Regions from separate parts of the Ovis aries genome. Here region 1 is linked to region 2. A link is a contact called in public Hi-C data. All regions are on one chromosome and are shown on one strand. The core of a region is the stretch at or near the end of the contact, and the rest is flanking DNA. Distances in the headings are between cores, read along the strand shown. Region 1 overlaps DCP1B (decapping mRNA 1B). Region 2 has its middle 28 kb from the start of ADIPOR2.

What was found. Hi-C and Micro-C count contacts between places; a contact is called where the count stands out from the background.
Region 1: a contact with region 2 is called in a Hi-C map of hypothalamus, with 5 times the contacts expected there. The contact joins two enhancer-like sites. A contact is called at or near these places in 9 of 16 Hi-C or Micro-C datasets (blood, hypothalamus, liver and 4 more).

The regions. Positions count from the first base shown.
Region 1 is chr3:214,150,740-214,153,439 of ARS-UI_Ramb_v3.0, forward strand. DCP1B (decapping mRNA 1B) reads right to left here. Exons shown (of 9, transcript XM_004006970.6): 9 at 773-998. The coding sequence ends at 918. Among named protein-coding and RNA genes, the nearest start is that of CACNA2D4, 17 kb to the left of the region's middle. Within about 2 kb of position 1,287, at least 4 of the 54 cell types and tissues checked have an H3K27ac peak or open chromatin away from gene starts, as enhancers often do. A contact at or near this core is called in hypothalamus, where this site is marked.
Region 2 is chr3:213,994,017-213,996,716 of ARS-UI_Ramb_v3.0, forward strand. No RefSeq gene overlaps it. Among named protein-coding and RNA genes, the nearest start is that of ADIPOR2, 28 kb to the right of the region's middle. Within about 2 kb of position 1,350, at least 20 of the 54 cell types and tissues checked have an H3K27ac peak or open chromatin away from gene starts, as enhancers often do. A contact at or near this core is called in hypothalamus, where this site is marked.

The DNA.
Region 1 (2,700 bases), core at 37-2,536, 160 kb after region 2:
AGGCCTGGCTAGTGTAGGCATCTGGAGATCTTTTTATGGTCCGAGAAGAAACAGGGCTGTAGAAATGCAAAGCTGACTTCATTTCCGATGCTCGGCAGGGATTAGGTCAACCTGGACAGAGCCCTCCTGCCTCCTTCCGAGGGCGAGCCCCTTGGCTCTGTGAACACAAGCCCGTCTGGGCCGCAGCCATCCTGCAGAGGCCAAGAACTGGCTTCAAGATCTGTGGCCTTCCTCTCAGCTCTATTCGCTGAAGACTGCAAAGTGTTCCCCGGGGAGCAGAGGCTGGCTTCTGCCGAAGGGGCTGGACAGATGCTGTGTTGCTGGAAGCCTGGGACGTGTCTGGAGTCCTGGGATGACCCCCATAGAAACCAGCGGTGAATACTTTCAGCAAGCATTTCCCATCAAGGGCCCAGCAATCGGTGCCAATGGGTGCTGACAAACAGGTTGACTTTGTCTGGAAAATCGCTCCTCTTGTTACTGGCGAGGCCGGTGGGGCGCGTCGGTGGCTGCGGGCCTACACTGCCACCTGGTGGTTGGCATGTTCTCTGAGGTCCCGAAATAACTGCAGCTGCTGATGAAAAAGAAACCGCGTTCCTGGAAGGGAAGGGCTCTTTCCACGGGGAGAATACTCTTCAGAAATGAGGATGGGAAGAAGCAAACACTGCTGAAGCGCCGCATTCGCTGCGATGTGACGTGAGCAAAGGGCTTTTCCCACGCGCGCAATCCTTGGCACCCGGTGCCCTGAAGGATGGAATGAAAACAGACGCGTGACTGAAAATGTCTGAGACATTTTATTTCATATTATACATCCTTTTCTTTTCTTTTTTTTAAAAAGGCAGAAACATTTAGGGAAACATTTGACAAGAAACAGCCTTGAACTGGAGGACTTTGGACATGGGTTTTGAAATGTCTTGCTTTCATAGAGTCTTCTTCACGGCCGCTTGTGTCAAGCTGAAGAGATAAGCCTCATAGATGATATTCAAGAAGTTGTCGTCGTTCTGGAAAACAGAATCAGAGGCCCCGAGGGGGTGAGACTCGGCTGCAGAAACCAGAAGCTTAGTCTGTCTTGGGGCTGGGCTGGCACCAGATCCTAAGCTGTTCCTCCCCCCCTGGGTGCTCATGTGCCTGGTCTCTAAGCACCTGTGTGAATAGGGGGGCTGAGGCCAGGCTGTGGAGGTGGTAGGGATATGAGTCAGCTGTGGGTCCTCAGCGGTCAGGTGGGGAAGCAACAGGTGCTTGTGGCCTGCAGCTCAGGGCCCCAGCCTTGGGGAAGCACGGAGTGAGGCCAGCTCCAGAGAGGCCTGGTCAGTCCGCTGCCTGCAGAGACACCAGGCCTCTGGAGGCTGCTGGGGGAGGACAGGACCCACTCGATCCTGCCCGCCTGGCTGCAAGATCACTAGTGGCTCTGAAAGGTCCCCAAGTCACCCACAAGCAGTGGTTGTTGCTGTTTAGTTGTGTCCGACTCTTTACGACCTCATGGGCTGTAGCCCGCCAGGCTCCTCTGTCCATGGGATTTCCCAGGCAAGAATACTGGAGTGGGTTGCCACTTTCTTCTCCTTGGGATCTTCCTGACTCAGGGATCAAACCTGGGTCTCCTGCATTGGCAGGCAGGTTCTTTACTACTGAGCCACCGGGGAGGCTGGCCTTTACTGTGGGCCAAAGTGAAGACTTCAGGGCAATGTGCTTGGTGAAGCCAGAGCCAGAGCCCTGCCCTGGCCCCGTTAGCTGAGGAGGGCTCTGGCCTTGGCTGGGGGACAGCGATGAGACCGGGGGGCTCTGCTGCTGCTCCAGGGGCCGAGGGACCCATGGAGGTTTTCTGTTTCTGAAGCTGGAGACTCCCTCCCGCCGGGCTCTGTGGCGCTCTGGTGATCCACCCATGGCTCACACGCCTGCTCACTCCCAGGGGCTCACGGGGGAGCGGCCAGTGCAGATGACAGACTGTGAAATCTAACTAGCGAGGCCTGGGGGAGGGGCCACTGCAGCCCCGCAGCGTCTCTGCCCCTGCACCGAGAACTGTGGACAGGGTTATTAGATGGAGTAAGTGCCTCTACATTCACATTTAAGGGGTTTTTGTCTATTGCTCACAGAGGTGTATAGATGTCGTCCCCAAGCCTTCATGAACTTACCACGAGCGGCCCCTGGAAAAGGAGGGGGCTCCCCTTCCTGGCAATCAGGGAGGTTCGGGCAACTCCTATCTGTTCCGCTTTCATGCTCAGCTGCTTCCTGACCCCTTCCCCTCCTCTCTAAAATGCGTTACCTTCAAACTAAACAGTCTGACTAGAGGAGACTTCCATTTTTTGAGCCAGACTACAGAGCAAGGAAGTGCTGGCCGCTCTCTCAAGGCCCCCTGACACTCAAGCAAAATGACACGAAAATCCTTTTACCCAAAGAGACTACACAAAAGACCCCTGAACGTGAGACCTGAGCTGTCTGGGTCCGCCAGCTTTTCAGGGCCTGCCCTGAGTCCTGGGGTGTGCTCTCTCTGGGCCGCCCAGCCACCTCGTGGCGGGTCTGTGAGGTGGGCAGGGGGGCTGGACAGTGAGGCTGCGGCCTTAGCTCTGCTCTTCGCTGGCGGGTGCCCGCAGGCCTGTCCCTCGGCCTCAGCCTCCTGGTCTTGGAAACCCAGCCTGGCACAGCTCTGTGCAAGTGTCCTTGTTCTTGTTATTTCACAGGGACGAGTGAGCACAGGAAGTCATCCCA
Region 2 (2,700 bases), core at 100-2,599:
AAGCTTTCTGTAAAACATTGTCTTATTTTTTAAAATTTTATGATTTTTTAAAATACATATGTAGAAAGTTCACTGTGGCCTAGTTTATTTTTTTCTTTATACATTTGGGCTTCACAGTGCAGCATGTAGGATCTTAATTCCCAGATCAGGGATCAAAGCCACGCTTGCTGTGGTTGAAGTGCAGAGTTTTAACCACTGAACTCCCAGGGAAGTCCCATAAGGTCTTTTTAAAGGAGATATTGGTACTTGTATCAAGGCAAGATCAAACGTAACATGGTTTTTAAAAAGCACACAACTATGACATGTAAGATCTTTGGAATCATCTCTCAGTCAAAGTTGCGGCTTCACAGGTGGCTCAGTGGTAAAGAACCTGCCTGCCAATGCAGGAGATGAGGGTTCGATCCCTGGGTCGGGAAGACCCCAGGAGAAGGAAATGGCAACCCACTCCAGTACGCTTGCCTGGAGAATCCCATGGACAGAGGAGCCTGGTGGGCTATATCCGGGATTCGAAAAGAGTCAGACATGACTGAGGATGCATGCACGCACTTGATCAGAGCCAATCGAAAATGCAAGGAATCTAATCTGGATTTGTTTGGCTTTTCGAATACCCAGAAATTCACCATTCTTCTCTAGGTTGACTTTGATTTTTCTTGAGAAGGGGACCACTGTGCTCTTCCAAAAGAAGTCATTAAAAAAATATATTAAAAAAACTTTTTTGGCTGCACTGTGTGGCAAGTGGGACCCTAGTTCCTCCTCCAGGGATCAAACCTGACTCCTCTGCATTTGAAGGTGGAATCAACCACAGGAAAGTCTGGAAACCACTTTTTAAGTCTATTTCCTGCTGTTTCTGGACCTTAGGGAACTTCAAAAGGGCAAAGAAACCTTGCACAGAAGCAGCAAGGAAGCAAGCCCAACCCTGGACCTCTGGAAGATGTGGCCAAGGAACCAGGCCCTTACTCCACCCTCCACAGGGTCTGGCCACCCACTCAGAGCCCTGTCTCCTCGCTGCCTACACCCCAGGCCACGCAGCCACTTGGAGGGCCCAGACCTGGGACTGCTCTGCAGTCACAGAGTCTACAAGTTGAGAAGCAGGTCTTTACTCAGGGTGGTGATTCTGCTACCATCATCCCTGGCCTTGATTTCAGTGAGGCAAGCAGTTGTCTAGAGATGCCCTGAACAGCAAAGCTCACACATTCTCTTGTTTATCTGGGGAAATGCCTTCTAACTCTAAACAATTGACTTACCAACTCCCTGAGAACAATGCCCATTCATCAGACGGGGACATTCTGCTCCCTGGGAGAGGGAGTGGGCGGGGTGTCACCCTGCAAGCTGGCAGACACCCTGCAAGTGTCCCAGCGCTTACTCAGAACATGAACATGCAGGGTGGGCTGGTCCAAACCTGCCCGGAGGAACACAGCCTGTGCCCCTGGCCCTGACACGTCCTGCCCGCATGCGCCTGCTCTTCTTTCTGAGCTGGAGAATACTGACTGGGTGCCTGTGTCCTCTGCTGAGGTCACATCCACGCCTTCAGATACCATCTAGGACAGAAACATTGAGAACAAACTTCACTCCTGGGGCAGGGTGGGGACCTCTTACGGTGTCTGCTCACTGTAAGTGAAATTGTTTAGAAATCAGAACATGGAGGTTTTTGTTTGGAGGTTTTGTTTTGTTTTGTCTTGGTGTTGCTTGTTTGCTTGCATTGCATGTAGGGAAATGCTTTATTTGTTTTTTCTTTTTTTTTTTTTAATTTGTTTTTTTCTTTCAGTTTTATTTTTTATTTTTTTGAAATGTAACTGAGACACTAAGTTTTAGGGGACCAGCACCTGACTTACACATATTCTGAGATGATGACCATGATGAGCTTAGTGTAAATCCATTATCTCAAGAGTCCCTGGGGGTCCAGTGGTTAGAATGTTGCGCTCCCACTGCTGGTGCCCAAGTCTGATCCCTGGTTGGGGAACAAAGATCCCACAAGCTGAGCAGTGCAGCAAAAAAAAAAGAAGACTCTATCACCGCCTAGAGACTTTAAAAAGAAAACCTTTTCTCCTTGTGAAGAGGACATTTAGGACCTACCTTCTTAACAGTCTCTAGACACTCCATACGACAGTGTTAACCACAGTTCGAAGGCTGGACATGACATCTTGGGACTAGTAGAATTCTAAGCAGAGGTAGAAAGAGTTTCGTGAGGCTGAAAGCTTACACAGTCAGAATGGCGGGCCGGCAGGGTGTGTGTGTGTGTGTGTCGGGGGGTGGGGCACAGCAATTTTTAAAATTACAAATGACATAGAAGGCCTTCCAATACAAGAAAGAAGACCATGAAGCCTAAGATTCATTCACTTACGGTAAACCCAACTTTGGGAAATAAGGAAAGCACCCAGAAGATTCCAGGGAAACACAGTCTTACACAGCTGTGAATGGCTTTTTCCAAAACATTCTTGGGCTTCCCAGGTGGCTCACATGGTAAAGAATCCACCTGCAATGCAGGAGACACGGGTTCAATCCCTGGGTCAGGAAGATCGCCTGGAGAAGGGAAATGCTACCCACTCCAGTATTCTTGCCTGAAGAATTCCATGGACAGAAAACATTCTCACTCCTTCTTGCCTTGACTGAAATCTGCATTTTTCCTGACAAAGCCATTTAGGCGAAAGCCCTCTGGGGTAAAGGCCCTCTTTGCTCCCAGCCCCCAGGTGTGGCCGTCTG